2 separate regions of the Mus musculus genome follow, and region 2 is linked to region 1. A link is a contact called in public promoter capture Hi-C data. All regions are on one chromosome and are shown on one strand. The core of a region is the stretch at or near the end of the contact, and the rest is flanking DNA. Distances in the headings are between cores, read along the strand shown.

Region 1 (4,572 bases), core at 1,428-3,927:
TCTTTCAAAAAGTCAAATGTAGCATTTGTGCCATGTCCAGTGCTTTCTGCAGTATGTTTCTGCACTTGAGCTAGCCTTCGGAGTCCAGGCATTGAGCAGAATGAATCAAGTTTCAGAAAACATCACCATGTTCCAAAAATGAAGAAAAGAAATTAGATAATGGTCTGGAAATTGTTCCCTCTTCTAATAACCACAGCTGCCTCTTGCCTTCCTCTGGCATGACATATAAAAACTAAATCACTGCCGGGCGTGGTGTAATCCCAGTACTCGGGAGGCAGAGGCAGGTGGATTTCTGAGTTCCAGGACAGCCAGAGCTATACAGAGAAACCCTGTCTCGAAAAACCAAAAAAAAAAAAAAAAACAAAAACAAAAACAAAAACAAAAACAAAACAAAACAAAACAAAAAAAAAAAAAAACCCCAAACCTAAATCACCTGTCTAGCTGTATGCTTTTTCCCAAAATTTGCTTTTCCAATGCAAAAGAAAAATAAGAGGAAGGACACTAACATTTAGAGTTTCTTGCCTCTAGGACATATTACTAGTGATTGTAGACCTGGTATATATATGTGTGTGTGTGTATACGTATATGTGTGTGTGTGTGTGTGTGTGTGTGTGTGTGTGTGTGTGTGTGTACATATACATATACCATTACCCATATTTTGTCTATGAGACTTAGTAAATTTGAACATGTTCTCTAAGGCCAAAACTTTCTGTTTCTTAGACTCAGATACATTGTTTCAGGTTAGTCACTGCCGGAGAAAGCATTTGTGGAAGACTATTGCAAACCAAGCCACCACTCCTGGTGCTAGAGATCTGAAAGTGTGTAAGACACACCCAACCCCAGTAAAAACGTACATCCTGGCCTGGAGAGATGGCTCAGGGGTTAAGAGCACTGGCGGCCCTTCTGAAAGTCCTGAGTTCAAATCCCAGCAAGCACAGGATGGCTCACAACCATCAGTAATGAGATCTGACACCCTCTTCCGGTGTGCCTGAAGACAGCTACAGTGTACTTAGATATAACAACAAATAAATCTTTGGGCCGGAGCAAGTGGGGCCAGAGCAAGCAGAGGTCCCAAGTTCAATTCCTAACAACCACATGATGGCTCACAAGCATCTGTACAAGTACAGTGTACTCATATACATAAAATAAATCTTAAAAAAAAAAAAAAAACTTACATCCTGACTATGGACAGGATAATGTAAGAATTCTATCAGTATGTCAACATCATTCATCTCATTCATCCACAGTGACAATCAACTCTTTTTTGACTGTCTATAAGAAGCATTAGTTATAAGACTCAGCAGTGGGGTGTGACATCCACTGAGAACTGCTAACTCTGTGCCCTTTTCATTAACAGTGAGGCATGCAACTGCCTTCCCATGGTTCCTAGAATGACTTATTTATAAGGTGACTATGTGACTAATGCTCTCAGAAAGCAGAGTTCTAACAGTTTTGTCTCTCATCCCAAATTCTTTCCCATTGTTCACTGAGGTGAAGGGTTAGGTTGCTAAAATGAAGGAAGTGTGGTCGTTTGACTAATGTCTCTATGAGAAACAGGGGGAGGTTTCAACACTCATCATTAAGGCCCCAGAGACAGCACATGCTATCCACTGGGCAATGGCATCCAGGCCCCATATGCTAACCAACAGCTCCCAAGAAGCCCCATGGTCCCAGAGAGGCCATCACCAGCACTTTCCACGTTCAAAAAGAGAAATTCCAAGACTCTCAAACTTTGAAATACATGCAAGATACAAAGTTTTGTTTTAAGCAAACAGGGCAACTTCCTTCTCTCACCTACTCACACAAATTGACAAATGTAACTTTTGGCTGTTTCTGTAGCAACCCCTGGGATATTTACTTCTTGTAACACTTAGATGCCCCTGTCATTGAACTTTTGTAAGAACTTGTGTTGCTTGAGGAAGGCTGTTTCAGGAGTACGTATATCTTCCTAAGGGATAAAGGACGGTCTAGGGACCATCACCTGCTAAAAGCCTTCCTAAAGCTGCAGCACTCAGCAAACTTTCTTTGGCAAGACACAGTTGCTTTGCGGAGAGAGGAGGCTGTTGCCGGTGTACACTTTGCATTTCCTCCTGGGCCAGTCACACCCCGGCAACTGAGTTTCTCAAAGAAAGCCTCCTCCCCCTTGCAGAAGGGTCTTCCCCGCCTCACCTCAGAAGGAAACAGCAAGCCTCCGCATCAGACAAGCCACTTTCACAAGTTAAAACTTTGCATAAAGTTTCATTGATGTGGGAACGCCCTGCCTCCAGCTAGGTAAAGCGTATCTCAAACGTATTCCAGTCTCGCCTAACCCTGAATGAGAATTGTGCTCCTCCTCCGTTGGTGGGAACAAATTCACAGTCTCGCCCCAGTTTCCCGCCACCACCACCTCCACCTCCGCCACACCGCAGTCCCACCGAGTCACACAAGTCAGAGAGGGACCACTTCCTCCTAGAAGCCGAGGCAGAGGACCAGGTCGCCAGGACGCACACACCTGAGATCGGTCGTCACGCGCAAGGGGTCGGCGAGCAAGGGAGTCAGGATCCTCCAGCCAGAACGGAGTCGGCCTCACCGAGAACCAGAGTGGCCCTGAGCTCGCGGCGAGCGCGCCGGGATGTCACCGGGTCAGGCGGGGCCACCGTAACCCGACCCGCCCGCCGACGCCCCTCCCGGCCACTTCCTCCTCCCCTCGTGCGCCTCCGCCTCCCCGGGGGATGATCCGGCAACTCAGCCACCGCCTTCGCCGCGACACCGCGGCCCGGGCGACTCTGCCCGGCAGGGAAATGCGGAAGTGCAGCCGGTGGGAAAGGGCGGCTGCAGACCCGGCGCTCTGGGTCTCGCAGGGACGTGGGCTGGCCATGCCCGAGGTTATCGATCCTGCCCTGAGCCCCGGCGGAGCACGACTCCATACCCTGCCACTCCTTGCTAGCTGGAGGAAAGAAGAGAGGGCTGAGCTAGGCCGGGGAAGCCGCTGTGGTGTTGGGTTTCTGTCCCTCCCCACGCGGGCCACTCCTGCCATCTGCCCTAGGGGGAGGACGTTTCCCCCGCCTGCTGCCTACCGGGGTTGCCTTACCTGATCACCCGTCGCGCGCCCTTAGATCCGGCGTCCCCTCCTCCGCGCCTCCCAGCCGCCAGGCTTCCCTGGGCCTAGAAAGGCGTCTAGGAGTCGGGGGACTCTAGGGACTCGGCCTGCAGCTCTCGGCCCAGATACCCCAGCGTGTTCTGTGGGCGCTCCAGGCCTGTGGACCCCGGGCCTGAATGTTAGCACCGGGACCCGCTGAGAAGAACAAGCCAAATCAGCAAGGGTGGGATGCTGAGCGCTGGCCCAGCGGGCCGGGCCTCGTACAGGTGGGGGGAGGCGGAGAACCCTGGCTGCGGAGCCACAGGCTTCCCACTTGCACCCCCTCCCAACCCGACCCTGCCCACTGAGCATGCCCAGCTCACTTGTTGCAACTAAAAGGGTTAAGCAAAACCAAGGGTACCCAAGGAGGGCTCAGTTCGGGTTCCGAAAGACCCCACTTTAAATCCTGAGATTATGGTGTTGAAAAGTAGGCAGGGACTGATCCGAAAAGCTCCTCGTGCCAAATTAGTTTGAAGGAAATTGTAGCAGTGTTTAGTAATCAATTGCTAAGTCACATACATAGTATTCTTAAACCCTGTAGAAATGCCTATAGTTTGGGGTCACAAACTCACAGTAACTTATGGCAAACAAACCCTCTGTAAAGGCAAAAGAACTTGTTCCTGGCCTTGGACACGCTAAATTTACGAACTAAGCTTCTGTCGCTGTACCACTGAAAGGGTTTGGAAATAAGCCAGGGAATCTTTAGCGTTTAAAATGTGCCTTTCACAGTACAGCTATGGTGCCTGGTACAGCATCACCTGAGAACTTGGCAGAAATGCAAACAATCTGAGCTAGTGGCTACCTGAGTCCCAAACATCCGAGTTCCAGCTCCAGACCTAACCAAGCATTACAGAGGTCCAGATTCACACTAAGGGTTGAGAGCTGATGTTCAATAGCTCGGTCCTAAAGGATTCTAGTTTGAGAGCCCTAGAAGTAAGCCACTGACTTTCGGTTTTCCTGTTTTTCAGATCTCAAATATTTACTTAGAAGTTCAATGCGTTTCTCTGCAAAGAAGTAGGTCGAAATCAGGGTCCATGCTGACTTCCCACTAATTCACCTAAAAGACTGCAGTTCCTGGAAATGAAACCATTCCGCCATTGACTTTCGCATCCTAGTGCCTATAAAAGATGTTTAAATGTTCGTTGGCTTTAAGTGGATGCTTAAGTGAACAGTGTGTTTCTGGCCCAACTATGTCAAGTCTTTCTTCACTAAGTACTCCACCCATGAAGGATTCAGCTCTCATCAGAAACCCATGAGCACCCATCAGACCTCGGCATAACTTAGACGACAGAGGAGAAAAATCGGAAGCCCTGGGCAGCATTGCACTTGACAAATATGGGCCTCAAAACAAACAAAAAAGATCAGAACAGGAAGCATCCAATAGGATTCATGAAGAGCCCTAAAGGAAAAAGATGCGACAATGTGGGAAAAGGGTAAAGAGCCAGGAAGCAGCC
Region 2 (4,572 bases), core at 1,168-3,667, 460 kb before region 1:
TGTTTTGTCCCGGAATAAATTTCATTTCTTCTTCCACCCCCCCAATTATGCTGCTGGCCTCAAAGGTCAATGAAGACATTCATGCAGAAAGACATAGATGACTACAGGGAACCAATTCTTTCTTACTGTAATAAGGGCTTGCATATTTTGGCCAAGAGAAATTTGCACAAGCACATATTCTTCTACAGGTAATAGTAAGCAAATTCCTTAGGTTCAGAGGGGATTTCAGTGAAAATATGCTCTAACAGGACGATGCTGTCTGGCAAGGCTTACCTGGAATGCTGTTTGTGTTTGGTGGCAGACCTATACAATTGCTTTTGCCACCTATGTGCCCCTCAAATACTGCCACTGGGAGATTAGATTCCATCCCTTCAGGTATGAATCCTGCAGAGGCTGAGAGGCACAGTGTGGAGAGGAGCCCCTGGATGTGGGAGCGATAAATGTCAGTGTGATCACGAAGGAACAGGGACATTAACGGATGGCTTTATTTGTCACTGTGAAGCAACAGCAGTGTTTGTTGTAGCAGGAATCGAGAACACCGAACATCTTTAGTCTTATGGGACCAGAGACCACGTAAAATACTCTTTGGTTAAGATTATGTTGCACTTCATCATCACTCTAATCAAGAGTGAACAGAACGACCCATGCTCAGTTTCAATTGTATGGTGTTTTCTATACAGCTTAAGGTTCTCTGTGCTAGTAAGGAGTGTTGCTGGGTTGAAGTTCCATTCCCTATAGTTTAAGGTACTTTTTGCAATGACTTATTTGGTGGCAAAAACCAGGAGGCATGAAAGGACACAAAATTAGAACTATGGCTGGCTCCAGTTCACCTGTACATGCAACAACAACACCCCCCCCCCCAGAGACAAACATGAGCTGTGTCTCCAGCCTCACTGTCCATCAGTAAGACCTGCCAGCCATCACAGGACCCTTATCTACCTCATGGAGTTTCTGCAAAGGTAAAATAAGGTGACTGATAGGAATTCAATATGTAAGCTTTCTCAGTAAGAGCATCATTGGCTGACTTAAGGCAGTCCAAATTGGTTGAAAAGAACCTCAAAGTGGTTCCTTGGAAGTTTTATTTAGAACTGTTCTCAGCTACTGTAGTAAGTCACACATTGGGGGGGGGGTCGTTTATTTGTTTTTGTTTTTGTTTTTTTTTTCTTGCACATAAATCAAGAAAATTTGAGGTAAGCATTAAATTTTAATTTTTTTTTTTTAAAATCTCTGCTTTGAAAATGGTCCTAATATAGTGATGTGGACTTTCTAAGCCACAAGAGTGAAAAGAGGGTGGAAAAAAAAAAGCTGAAAAGGACATCTCAAGAATGGAATTACTTAGTTTACAGTTAACTTTTCACTTTCAGAGAAGCATTGTCGTCTTACCTGGTATTATATTTAGGGAGTAATAAACAAACAAATGAAAAACAGGAGTTAGTATTCTCCCTCTTTTGTGAAGTCAATGTTCTCAAAAACTATTAAAGAAACATAATGACCTTGCTTTGACCTGGCCCCTAAAAGGACCAGGATCAATAAAAGACAGGTGTCATCCCTCACAAATGTTTTAGCAAGGACGGTGATGTAGAGTCCTGGAGAGAGAATAGCACACCGTTCTAAACTGGCTCAGCCCATCTGCATTTGTGGTGGGTATCTCTATATACCTAAAGTTTTAATTAGAAAATTCCTATAATAAGGGTTTGGCAAGAGCCATCCTCTAACTTACAACAGAAAGAAGATTAGAAGCAGTGACAAGGCTGAAATTATTCTTATTGATAGAGTGGTGAGGGTGCCTTCAACTTGAGTAAAAGTAATTAGGTTAACTTTATTTCTTGCCTTGGCAGCGCCTTCTCCCTTTGTTGATGTAATCAAGCCCCCTTTCCTTCACTGCTCTAAATCACTGCAGAGTCCTTAGAACCAGAAAGCACAAAATGCTTGCTGACTAAAGGGCTCTATTGAGTGACTTCAGCTCCCGCTGCCTGAGGACAGACTGCATATTGAAGCATAAGAGGGGAAGGGGGTGGGCTTCAAAAGAATTAGCGCTTGCTTTATTTGGTCACAATCTGACTCCTACATGATTCTGATTTTATTGGAGAAGACTTGAAGCTGTCAAGGATAAATTAAGGAGTAAATAATCCCCCTGTCGCTGAAAAGGGACCACAGAAAGACTGGGGTCTCGAGGTTTCTTTGTTAGCACGTCCCGTCGGCTCTTTACTGTTGAGATTGTTGTCAGTTTTCTAGACACAGAAGTCATCTCCTTCTTGCTCCATGCTCTGTTTTGGGTTAGTTTGTGTCATTTTTCTTGCAGTGGAAAATTTCTGTGTCCTGAAGAAATGCTTTCACCTGCCAGTGAGGTAAACACAGTATGCCCTGTTTTACCAAAAGAGGGCAATGTTGCTGTGCGGAACCTCCTCGCTCTGCTCCAACTGGGTCCCCAGAATGGTAAATAATCGCCTCTGTCTGTTCCCTTTCACCGCATAACAAGTTTGCACATGTCTCTGCGCTTTGTAGTTAATCTGGACTTTGTAACTATCTGTCCTACCTATTAACGCCATCCACTCCCAAATTGTTTAAAGGGTAATGCCTTTCACTCCATGCGTGACTGGCACACGCGGGCGGAAAAGCTGTCTCTGTAATTCTGCTCTTTTCTCTATGCCATTGATAGACAAGAGGAAAAACAGCCTGCTTTATGAAATGTTGAAAGGCGTGTCTACTATCCTCCTATTCCCAAACATTCGGTCAGCAAAGTGTCTATTCTTGCTCTCCACGGGTAACCAAACAGAAAAGCCAAAGTCGGGGGTGGGGGAAATTGTTTTCAGGAAACTTACTTGAAAATTAGCCCTTGTTCTATTAGCTAAGACATGAGTGGAAACTAATACCAGGATGCAGATGATAACTGGTTAACTGGCAGTCGGTTTCTTTTGTGGAGTCTCGGGTTGGTTTTGTTCAACCCCCTGTCAATTCAGGCCTTTATGAAAAACTTGCTTTCTTCAGGAAGATGCTAAATTGGTGTTAGTTCTTTTCTTTAAAAAGGATGGCGTGTCTTAACCTTATCCTGCTTCTGCTTTAGGGTTTTATGTATTTTATTTATTTTGTCGCTCCTTTAAAGACTTGTGATCTGATTGTTTCTTGGAAAGTACAATTTAGCTCTTCCCTGGACGGCTTGTTAGAGGAGGAGAATTCCTGGGGTGTTTTTGGTGAAAGAAGGGACTCTCTGGAGAGTGCTTTTGCTCTCTTAAGTCCCTGCGGTACATTGCCACTAGAGCAACCTGCTTCCACGTTTAAAACACCTCCTAGCTCATTTCCCTACATATACATGTTTACCCTTATGTATAACACTAATCTTGCTTTTGTTTTTATTAGTGATTCATGTTTAAAGTTTATTAAAAAGAAAAGGCTGTAGACATTTTTCTTGAGCATTAAATAACACTGATCTCATTTTCTACAAAGCTGTCACTAGTCATTTTATCAGAACCAAAAATCAAAAAAAAGGTATAAACCTCATCATCATTAAAACTAAAAAATAAATTAAACAAAAAAAAAAAAAAAAAAAAGAACTAGGTTCAGAGTGATAAATTCTTGAAGGAAGTGGAGGGCTTAGAAGAGCCTAATGGTGTTTTTCAGTTTCTAAAGTGCCTCGTGTTCTTATATTTAACTGGGCTTCAAAGATTTAAGTAGAATCTATCATCCTTGGGACATCAATAAAACCCAAAGCAAGCCATGGCTGCTGTAGGCGCTCCCAGGAAATCCTTATTTAACATTGACTTCGTTTACAGTGGCTCTGTGCTTTCATTTCCTCTGAGTTAAAGCCCACAGTCTCATTTCTGCTTCCTTCCCCTACAACTCTCCGTGTATGTACATGAGACAGTCTACATTATTAAAAGAATAATAACTGTCTTGCAGGTTTCTGAACCCAAGATTGTATTTTCTTTCTCAAATATTCATTAAAAAAAATAGAGATTCTATTTTATTGAAAGTGCTCTTTAATGAATAGTATTCCTGTTTGCGTACACGAAGGAGCTTCCCGGGCCATTCCCTGACAGTAATTGTGGTCTGAATTGAGAACATACAGGAACGGAGCGCAGTTAATGGCCACCCTGTGGATTGAGCGCTCCATTTTTGTCATATCTGCCTACATTTTAAAATGCAGAAATTAAGCCAGGAAAGAGTTAATTATGTTCCCGTATCAGGAAACCCTCAATGAGCAGTCAGAGAGAAGAAGGCTTTGTCTTTGATGCAAAACAGAAATTTCAAAGACCCTGGCAGATGATAGTATATAAATAGTAACCAAGCATGGTGTGTGCCTCTGCCTCTGTGTGTGTGTGTGTGTGTGTGTGTGTGTGTGTGTGTGTGTGTGGTGTGACTTGAGAACAGGAAATCTTCTAGTAACTCAATGTACAATATTAAAGAAAATAAATGAGCCTGGGGCACCTTTTAATTTCCACAGAATTTGAATGAATAAACAGAGTTAAGTTGTTTTTTTTTCCAACCAAACAGCACCCTACTGTTTATCTACTCTAGCTTCATCTTTGCTCACTTGATAATTTACCAGCATGAAGAAACACAGCTGTCACTTGA

What was found. Promoter capture Hi-C pulls out the DNA fragments that hold promoters and counts their contacts.
Region 2: a contact with region 1 is called in a promoter capture Hi-C map of hippocampal neurons, with 5 times the contacts expected there. The contact joins the enhancer-like site here to the promoter of Gpd2 in region 1. A contact is called at or near these places in 6 of 39 promoter capture datasets (the HPC-7 cell line, HPC-7-derived erythroid cells, cranial neural crest and 4 more), 1 of 484 Hi-C or Micro-C datasets (ventral hippocampal neurons), 7 of 115 datasets of contacts at active chromatin or transcription factors (astrocytes, bone marrow-derived macrophages, craniofacial prominence and 4 more) and 1 of 9 other capture datasets (pancreatic islet).

What each region holds. Positions count from the first base shown.
Region 1 is chr2:57,236,487-57,241,058 of GRCm38.p6, reverse strand. Gpd2 (glycerol phosphate dehydrogenase 2, mitochondrial) reads right to left here and starts at 2,677. Exons shown (of 17, transcript NM_010274.3): 1 at 2,492-2,677.
Region 2 is chr2:57,696,801-57,701,372 of GRCm38.p6, reverse strand. No RefSeq gene overlaps it. Among named protein-coding and RNA genes, the nearest start is that of Gm25388, 45 kb to the right of the region's middle. Within about 2 kb of position 2,417, at least 35 of the 459 cell types and tissues checked have an H3K27ac peak or open chromatin away from gene starts, as enhancers often do. A contact at or near this core is called in the HPC-7 cell line, embryonic forebrain and hippocampal neurons, where this site is marked.